Regions from separate parts of the Mus musculus genome. Here region 2 is linked to region 1. A link is a contact called in public HiCAR-type data. All regions are on one chromosome and are shown on one strand. The core of a region is the stretch at or near the end of the contact, and the rest is flanking DNA. Distances in the headings are between cores, read along the strand shown.

What was found. HiCAR-type assays count read pairs that join an accessible place to other places.
Region 2: a contact with region 1 is called in a HiCAR-type map of fibro-adipogenic progenitors, with 3 times the contacts expected there. The contact joins the promoter of Fst here to the enhancer-like site in region 1. A contact is called at or near these places in 11 of 39 promoter capture datasets (the 3T3-L1 cell line, 3T3-L1-derived adipocytes, cranial neural crest and 6 more), 7 of 484 Hi-C or Micro-C datasets (the 3T3-L1 cell line, adipose-derived mesenchymal stem cells, bone marrow-derived macrophages and 3 more), 7 of 115 datasets of contacts at active chromatin or transcription factors (embryonic stem cells, fetal liver, fibro-adipogenic progenitors and 1 more) and 4 of 9 other capture datasets (adipose tissue, embryonic stem cells, liver and 1 more).

Annotation. Positions count from the first base shown.
Region 1 is chr13:114,189,432-114,193,835 of GRCm38.p6, forward strand. No RefSeq gene overlaps it. Among named protein-coding and RNA genes, the nearest start is that of Gm41072, 17 kb to the right of the region's middle. Within about 2 kb of position 1,635, at least 5 of the 459 cell types and tissues checked have an H3K27ac peak or open chromatin away from gene starts, as enhancers often do. A contact at or near this core is called in fibro-adipogenic progenitors, where this site is marked.
Region 2 is chr13:114,456,462-114,461,398 of GRCm38.p6, forward strand. Fst (follistatin) reads right to left here and starts at 2,490. Exons shown (of 6, transcript NM_001301373.1): 1 at 2,041-2,490; 2 at 1-93. The coding sequence starts at 2,125. It overlaps Gm41074 (a long non-coding RNA gene), which reads left to right and starts at 335. Exons shown (of 3, transcript XR_873986.3): 1 at 335-613.

The sequences.
Region 1 (4,404 bases), core at 385-2,884:
TTTTATTAGCTTCACCCACACGTTGTAATGGATTTGAGATGGCATTTAAGAGCTGCAAAAACTAAGGTCCCGGGCCACAAGCACCCAGTAAAGTCAGCCGTATTAAATAAGGCTTAGTGTAACATGCCTCCCTGACTGGCTGGCTGGCTGGCTGGCTGGCTGGCTGGCTGCGGGGAACAGAGGCTGAAAGGAAGAGCGCCCACGAGTAACCACAGGAGGGAAGGAAGGTTCTGAGTCTACATCTGAGTTACAATGAAAAGTAGGGCTTGGTTATCAGAGTCTCTACTATAAAAACATCAGAGGCCCTGTGGTGAACATGGCAGGCTCTACAAAACCTGAGGGGGTGTTTCCACTTAGGGCCTCAATCCCTTTGTGTTTGTTACTCTGGTTTCAGTATTTTTTTTTTTTTAAAAAAACACTACGTGGCAAGAATCACATTGCTCTGTTGTTCAAAGGGTTAACTGCAGATTCACTTTGGGGTGAAACACTGAGTTGTTCAAGGCCTTGTCCCTGATGGCTGAGTTCTGAGATAACCTTAATACCATGCAAGGCAATAAATAGCAAAGGAGGTGGGGGGAATCCAGTTGTTGTTGTTGTTTTTTTTTTTTTTTTTCACAGCGACTTTCATTGTAAGTATGTCAGATTTTAAAAATGAGGCTCCATAAACCACATCACCACAGAGCCCTGTTGTCCCCCCGTGGGGGTTTGTGGTTCCAAACGCTTGGCCTTTTTGGATGCTGTCTTGCAGTGGGCCTGGGGACCGGTTAGAGTGACTAAAAACAATTCTGGCGCCAGATCACCTTGTGGCTGAGGTGAACTGGCGATCTTGTTCTGAAGTGGTTGAAGCCGCTCACCTCAGGTGCTTTGGAGAGAGAGAGACCTTTGACCTCAACCTCCTCGATGGTCACACACATTCACAGCCATCTTGGCAGCCTGGAACCCCCCCCTCCTGCATGTCCGTGGAAATTCCTAGAAGTGGAAAGGCAAACTCAGCCCCAGGATGTTGGCAGGATCCAGTGTGTTACTAAAAATGGGGCTTCATGGATGGAGACTTAAGATTCTTAAGTGAAGAGAGAGGAGAGAGAGGAGAGAGAGAAAGGAAAATGTATGCAATTATCAGTGACTCCAGAAACTTCAGTTGTTCTGAAATGGTTCATTAGCAAAGATTGAAATCGGGTCACAAGAACGCTGCTTCCCACCACTGAGGGCGAGGGCGAGGGCGAGGGCGAAGCTGATCTCTCTGAAGCCATACTCCTCCCTCCTATCTCAGCCAAGAGTGTCCGTCTCCTGAGGATAGTTAGGAAACTGTTAGAGGGGTTTGGGGTTACAGACTTCATAACCGTTTCTTAATGCCACAGCCCACCTTCGCAGAAATTCTAAGCTCCCAGTCTCCTAGCTAATTGGGCCCTTTCCCAAACACTAAATAATGGGACAAGGATAGAAGTCCGATTCTCTTCCAAAATGCAGAGGCGGAAGGCTGGAGGACTGTGTTCCCTGAGTCTGGTCTGACTCCAGCCCCCTGGCTGATACCTACTGTGGGTCCTTATGCAAAGGCGAAGGGCTGGGTTGAACCGGAGCAAGACAGCAGTTGTCTATGACAGCTTTCTTTATTCATAGCCACATTCTCTCAGCCAAAACTGCGTTTCCTGGTACCTCTCTCGGGGTTCCAAACGAGGAGCAGAGCGGTTGGATCATTTGATTAGCTTTTTCCTAGAACAGGGAGTCTCCCAGCTCTGTTTACTTCCCAGGGAATGCAGGACAAGACCCAAGAATGGGGCGCCTTATGGGGCCGCTCCTGAAAGAACCAACAGCCCAGATATGGGCCTAGATTTGCTAAATGTGTCCGTAGGCTTGCTCCCCACATCAGGTAGGAACCTGAACCACCTTCTCTGTCCAGTGTGTTTCCTTTCCCAGGAACCCCTTCTCAGGAGGAGGAAACTGCTTGTTCCCTGTAGATCACCTGAGTTTTTCTTTTCATTGTGGTTTTCTGGCCCATAATATCAAATTGACCGTTGTAAAGACTTTGAAGTTACATGTCAGTCGTAACCAGCTGTTCCCACATTGTTGCACAATAATTTCTAGATTTTTTTTTTAATCCTGCAAAACTACAAAGACACACATGTGGAACTTATATACACATAGAACAAAAGTGTCCATGATGGTCCTACCCCCCAGTTCTGGCCACTGTTCTTCTTTCTATGATTTTGACTAATTTACATCCCTTACCTACCATTTGTGAGGCCCTGGATTTGATCCCAAACACTAAGAAGAGGAAGAACTTAGACCCCTCATACAGACTTTATCTTCCTGTAATGGGATTATTTCAGATAGTACAGTATTCTCAAAGCTCATCTGTGTTAAAGTCAAAGAGTATTCCTTTGTTTGTATATACCGTGTTTTATTCATTCATTCATTCATCTTGATGTGAAATGTTTTCACTCTTTGATGCTCGTGAATCATGGCACCACGACATAGGTATGCAAACTGGTCTATGATTCTAATTTTAATAGGGAAGGAGGTTATATACTTAGAATGGAATTGTTGGACCACATAGTAATTCCATTTTTGATTTGAATAGTTTTCATAGTAACTTCACCCTTTTATATAGACTTCAGCCTTTGAAATCACTTAGATATCCCTAAGCCCTTTCCAAACATGCTGTCCATAGCTATAGAGTGTAGAAGGTTCCCAAGATCAACCTTGTTGACCAAATAGAAGGCCTTGCTGAGGTCCAGGGGAAGTGAAATGCATGGTTGCCTTGGTCCTTCCATCAGTGAGCAACACAGCACAGAGCTAAGTCATTTCCATCCCTAAAGGTCTTTTTGCTGCATGTAGCCCCCAACCCCCACCCAAACCCATGGGAGAAGGCTTAATTAACCATACCAGCTAATGTCACTCTCCTGGGTCTTTGAGCCTATGTTAAAGGTGGGTAGATATCTCTAGGTCCATTCCTTATGGGATCAGTGGCTCATTGAGTACAGCGTATTTGCTCCTGCTGGACAGCCCACAGTGGAGGAAGAACAGTAGCTTATTTGCTGCCTAGCCAGGCTAAGGATCTTAGATCTCATGCAAGAGGAGCCCAGCTCCTCTGTCGTAGCAAAGGGACCTGAGACATGCAGAGCTGTGGGCAACATGGCTTTCTAGATTAGGAGCTTATGCCTTGGACGTGTGTGTCTCTTCTATTCCCCCAACTCTAATACCTCTTTAGCTATCCCTAACACACACACACACACACACACACACACACACACAGAGAGAGAGAGAGAGAGAGAGAGAGAGAGAGAGAGAGAGAGAGAGAGGGAGAGAGAGAGAGAGAGAAAGAGAAAGCAAACACAGCTATTAGAAGTAACAAATTGTCACTAACACCGTGCTGTAATATAGTTTGTCAGGGACTGTCCTCTGGGAGAGATGGATAGAGGGCTTGTTGAGGCCCCTAAAGGGAGAAGCATACAGGAAGAGGAGCTGGAGAAAAATCGACAACTTCCATTTCTTTCCTAGTTTTCCTAGAAGCAGTCTACAAGAGGTTCAGTTGAACATTCATGAATCGTTGTGTTTTATGACTTGTCGCCATTAGCAAATATGGAGTGGGCAAGCCATTAAATCGTTCTCTACACCCCAGATTTATATATCAACACCAAGTTGTAGAACATAGTAAGGGGAAAAGATACCCCTAAATGTTTCTGACTTTTGTCCCAATTAAGTCCACGTGGATCCCGTGGGACTTTGTAGTGTGGGGAATCACCCCCTCCTCTTGTAGATATTCAGCCTCCACCAGGGAAGGCACACATCAACATTTGGATTTGAGCATAAGGCACAGACAAGGACTTGCTTGGCCCGTAAATTGTTGAGGGAATATCCGAGCTCTAAAATCATCAAGAAGATATTTGCTGGTATTACTTCAGTTTCTTTTGGATGAAAGAAACAGGAATCAGTTTGAGCTAGCTGCAGCAAAATATGTGTAGCCGGGTGTGGGGTGGTATAAGGATAAGAGGATCTCATTTAGCCCAAGGCAGGGAGACAGCCCAGCCTGAAGGACTATGTCTGGGAGCCATAACTAACAGCTTGCTAACAAATTCTGCCTTGAATTTCTCCTGCTCTCAGGACAGGGCCTTCTCCTCCTTTCTCTCAGTGAAGACAGCTTTCTTCAATTTTTTTTTTTTCTGGTCAAATCGCTGAATATGGCTTCCTATGGCCCCTGAATCAATACAATATCTTCCCAACTACCTGAGGATTAGCCAGCTATTAGTCTGAATTCTTTGGAAGAAACACCTGATTGGCCTCACTTGGATCTAGGTCTACAGTGTCCTCATGACTTGCAGACAAGGAATCAATACCCACTTCTACAAAAGTCACTGTTGGGGGTGGTGGCGTGGGAAAGAGCATACCCTGAGCCTCAGAAATACT
Region 2 (4,937 bases), core at 1,240-3,739, 270 kb after region 1:
GGCCGGTGCTGCAACACTCTTCCTTGCTCAGTTCTGTCTTATACAGGACCTGGCAGCGGCCGTTCTTTGCTTGGCGGAGCCAGCAATTCCCAGCTGTGAAGAGACAGGGATCAGTAGGTGAATGAGTGAGCCGTGGGGTAGCGGGAAGGAAGGCTGCTTAGAGCTGGGCAAAGAGGCCTGGTGGGGCGGGGAGCAAGTGATTGGGGGAAGGGGAGCAGGAGAGGGACAGTGGGATGTGAGAGGGAGAGAGGGATGTGGGAGGAAGGGAGGGAGGGAGGGAGGGAGGGAGAGAGAGAGAGAGAGAGAGAGAGAGAGAGAGAGAGAGAGAGAGAGAGAGAGAGAATATGAATCTCCAAAGGGGAGAGTGGGGAAGGACCCGTCACCGAGGTGGGAGGTGGGAGGTGGGCTAGAGCGGCCGCCGCTGCGCCCCAGCCATATCAATGTCAGTTACCAGTGACCCAGACACAACACGTGCAGCTTGCATTGACTTTTACTAGACTGTTTACTTTTATTCGTCCCATTTCATAACCTGCAGCGACTGGAAGACCAGATTAAAGAACCTGACAAAAACAGGATGCGACGGATGTTTTTACATGTCGGTTTCATGTAGGCGGTAAGAGAATTATTTGTGACAGGGGTTAAGAAAGTAAGAGAGGGGAGACGTGGAAGGGAGGGGAGGAGGGAGGGGAGAGGGGGGAGTGTAGGGAGAATGAATATGAATCTGCAGGAACAGATCAAGCATAAAGATACTTGTGAAAAATGAAAGGAAAAAAAAAAGCAGTCGGGCCCAGCCTGGATCTGCCCTGAGCGGCCTCGAGGCGCAGCCCGCCCGACGGGCCCGTTTTGCAATCCGCCAGCCCGGAGCACGCCCGCAGCCACCGCGGTCTTTCGAAATTTCCGAGGGCTGCTTTCTCTGGCGCCCACGTCCCGGCACCCAGGCAGCGCCCCTATCAGCAAGGCTGGTAGCCCAGCCTAGTGTCGGGCAGACGGCTAGGACCGGTGCCGGGGAGGGCAGCTTACGACACACAAAACCTTACCGCTCCAACAGGCAACGCAGCAGGGTTAGAACCCGGAGGCGTCTACCGGGTCACACATACCTACCTTATGTCTCCCAAGAACCTCTTTACAAATAGTTTCTTTCTCTGTCCCTATTTAATGTGTTCGGACTTTGGGCAAGCAGACGTCTCATGAATCACCAAAGTGACTCGAGAGTAATTGTCGTGAAGCTGCGGGGTTACCACTATTTTTAAAAAAGAAATCCAGCCTGGAGACTAATTGTAATAAAATCAATTCATTTTTAATTTTAGAAGATAAACTTCAGAAATTTGCTCTTTAATCCAGGTCGGAGTCTAAATAGCTTGTGGGCTGCTTGGTTCACAGAAGTTAACAGGAATGAGGCAAAGTGGAGAAAACTGTAAAGTACTTAAAACACTTCGGGCTAATAATTTGGTTTGTCTTTCTTCTTTTTCGCGGGGCTTGGGGGAAAGAGGCAGAAGGAGCATCCGCTAAGCGTAAAACTACCTCCCTCTAAAAATTTCAGTACCCACATTTCCAAGTTTGGGCAAAGTTTCTGAAACCACGTCCCCCGGCCACCCAAGAAAATTCGGTATCTCCCATCCCCCACCCCGTCATTTTTTTTTTAAAGAGTCTCCAAAAGATATGGAAGGAAGATGGATAGATTGCTAGTAGGTCGACTGTAATCTCCAGGCTACGGATGCTCGCCCTTCTCCCGAGCCAGCCAGGGGAGATAACATCTAAAGTCATTAGGACCAGAACTTGGAGCATCTACCCCTAACTACTGAGGCTCCAGCTCCTCCACTCAAGCCCTTTCCTTTTTGAGGGTAACCTGGCTCTAAACTCCGCTCTCTATCCTAAAGTGTCACTGCCTTCAGTCTTTCCCTCCCGTTCCGTTCTACAGGAGTAGCCGGGTGGTTCCAACATCTTCCGAGAGCAGCGTAGGTCAGAACAGACCAAGTGGAGACAGCAGAAAAGTAGAACCCCTGCCCCAGCCGAGCCTCTGGGCGCATCCCTTCCACTCACCCTGGGCGCTGCGGTCCTCCATGAACTGGCAGAGTAGCAGCAGCAGGAGGCAGAGCCCGCCGGGCTGGTGCCTGGCGCAGACCATCCTGGGGCAGGCGCGGGGCGAGGAGCGCGGCGGCGGGTGGCTCGGGCGAGCGGCGCGCGTCGCAGAGGCGAGCGGCGGAGGGCGCAGCGATCCCGGCGCAGCCCCGCGCTCGCCACCGGCCGCCCGCGCGATTCAATGGACGTCAGAAGCCGGGCGCAGCCGCGCTTTAAATCTAGACGGGGGTCTCCGAGGTTTGCGGTGGGCGGTCTCCCAGTGTGTGGGGCTGTGGGAGGGCGGCCGCGACCGAGGGTGTGCCGGCTCTTTGGGGGTGGGGAGCTTTTAAAAGTTCAGTGTGAATCAGGTGACATTTCCCACCTTCTGGAAACCCTTCCCAATTATCTGTCGGAGGTGCCCGAAATCAAAGCGGCAGGAGGGGAATCGCCGAGTTCTTATTTGCGTAGGAGCGGGAGGGGAGGGGGGAAGGAGGCAGGGGCGGGGGCTGGGGGCGACGCGTCGGGGGTGGGGAGGAACATCCACTTCAGTCCTGCACGCCGCCGCTCGGAGCCGGCGCGCCCGGGGTGGCGTGCGAGTGTGTGTGTGCGCGCGTGTGTGCGTGTGCGCGTGTGAGTGAGGGCGCTGGAGGAGGCGGCCGGCGGAGCGCGGGGACCCCGGAGGACCCCGGGAATGGGTCCCCAGCACCTCTGCTCCAGGGCTCCGGGATGAGACTTCTGCAACCCGCCGCAGGATCCCTGAGCTGCTTCAATGCCCGGGGGAGCAGTTTCAGGAGCCTCCCTGCAGAGCCTTGGCGCGGGGTCCCGGAGACGTTTTGTGTCCCGAGGTCTCTTACGTGTCTTACTTTGCGGCCACCCTGCCAGCTCCCCCGCCTCCCACTCCCTCCCGCGCCCCCTCCCCCCCCAGCCTGGAGTAGGTTGCTAAGAACCCCGACCCCCGGGCACCTTCCACCCGGGCCGAGCGCTGCGGAGACGCGGCCCTCGGGCTCCACAAGTCAGAAGCAAACAAAAATGTTTAACACCTCGGAGCCGGCCGCCCCCGGCAGTCTCGCCCTCTCCCTTTCTTTTCTCCCCTTTCACTTCGTCGCGTCTGGAGTCGCAGCCCCGAGCGGGGGCGCCGACGTAGGCGGTCTGCCCCCCTCCTCCCCCGCTCCGAGACGCCCCAGTTTCTGTCCCGACTCCTCTCTCTCTCTCTCTCTCTCTCTCTTATTTAAAAAAAAGATTGCACCATGATAATGAACTTCTGCAGCCTCAGTTTATTGAGTGCAATGCCTGGCATTCTTCGCCGAAAGTTGGCGGGTCTTCTCATTTATAACATTTTCTGGCACGGCTGAATGAAACTGAGGAGGCGATATTTCCTTTTATATAAAACGATTACTTCACGGAAAAGGCTATATTGTTTATTTCAAAGCTGCCTTTTAAATTTCTATTCTTTTCGCTTCTGAAGCCCGAACGACAACAAACAGCGAACAAAACAGACAAAATTCTTGGACATTCCCAGGTCATTGGGATTTGCTCTTACGGATTTCAAATTCGCCCTTCTTCTCTAGCCCCAGCCCTAGCGCCCCCCCCCCCCGGTCCTCCTCTCATCCTCCCACCCCCATCTTCCATCACCCTCCTCCTACCCCCTCCACAACTGCAAATAACTCAGTGATAACAGATTTTTTTCCACCAACTGCAGGAGATAGTGCTAATCTTTTAATAAAAGGTCCCATTACAATGGGATCTGTCTGGACAGACTATAATAGATCCCGAAATACAGCCGTGCTAATATTAGAAGACAGTTGTTTGGGTGCCTCTCAGACGGGCCCAAGCCCCCCTTTGAAAGTGGGCATGAATCACAAAGCCCCGCGGCCGCCGCACCTGCACCGCGCGCATTCGGTGCAGCAGGCTGGTAAAAACGGGTGACCTCGCCGCCGCTTTTCGCTTTATAATTACAGTCATGAGGACGGAGCGGCGGGGAGGGGAGTGGGTGACCCGGGAGAGCCGGCTTTTTGCTCACTTTAGACGGCTCTGGGGCTTCACATCCTTCTTAATCTTGCCAGATTCATTTTGTCTGTTTCTGTCTGTCTGCCCGTTTGTCAGTCTCCTTCCTCTTCAGGCTTTTTCCTCCCTCCTCCCTCCTCCCTCCTCCCACTCCCCACATCTCTTTTTCCCAGCCCTTCCCGGCTTCGGTCTCCCCTCCCTCTCCCCGAACTCTGCCCATACTCTCCCTCCCCTTTCCTCGCTTCCTTTTCTCTTCCCTCCAACGCATTAATGTGGAGTTGTTTAGTGCCCTCTAATGGTAGGCGACATTAACAATTAATAGCAAACTGTCCCCCTTGCAGGAGCCGCCACTTAACGGCAGAATTTCAAAGTTGAACTGTTTTCTTCTTTACTCAGAGATACTTATGCTGTGATGTACTACTGAGGAAGTTTGTTATTCACCTTCCTATGTCCCCACCACTATTCCAGGGGGAAATTTTACTTAAAGGAGAGCTAACAATTACTGTTACTTGACCTCTCCCCATCCCATACATCTTATTCCCTTGCCAGAGAAACACCCACCTTCTGTTTTAGCTAGAATTAATATATATATCAAACTGTTTATCTGGATTTGGAAAATAAGCATTTTAAGTGCACACAAGCTCTCAGGTGGTAGATTACTGATTCCCATGGCCACCAATGGCCATTAGAATGTCCTTAGGATCGCAACATCATTGCAAAAAATTTTATTTCTTTCCAATTTAAATACATCTTTGGTTTCAAGTCATCAAGTAGCCTTTGGAATTTGAGAGGATTTTCTTAAACTTTTCAAAATTGGAACCATATGAGGTGTTCAAATTATACTTATGCCTACTCATAGATGAGATCATTTTATA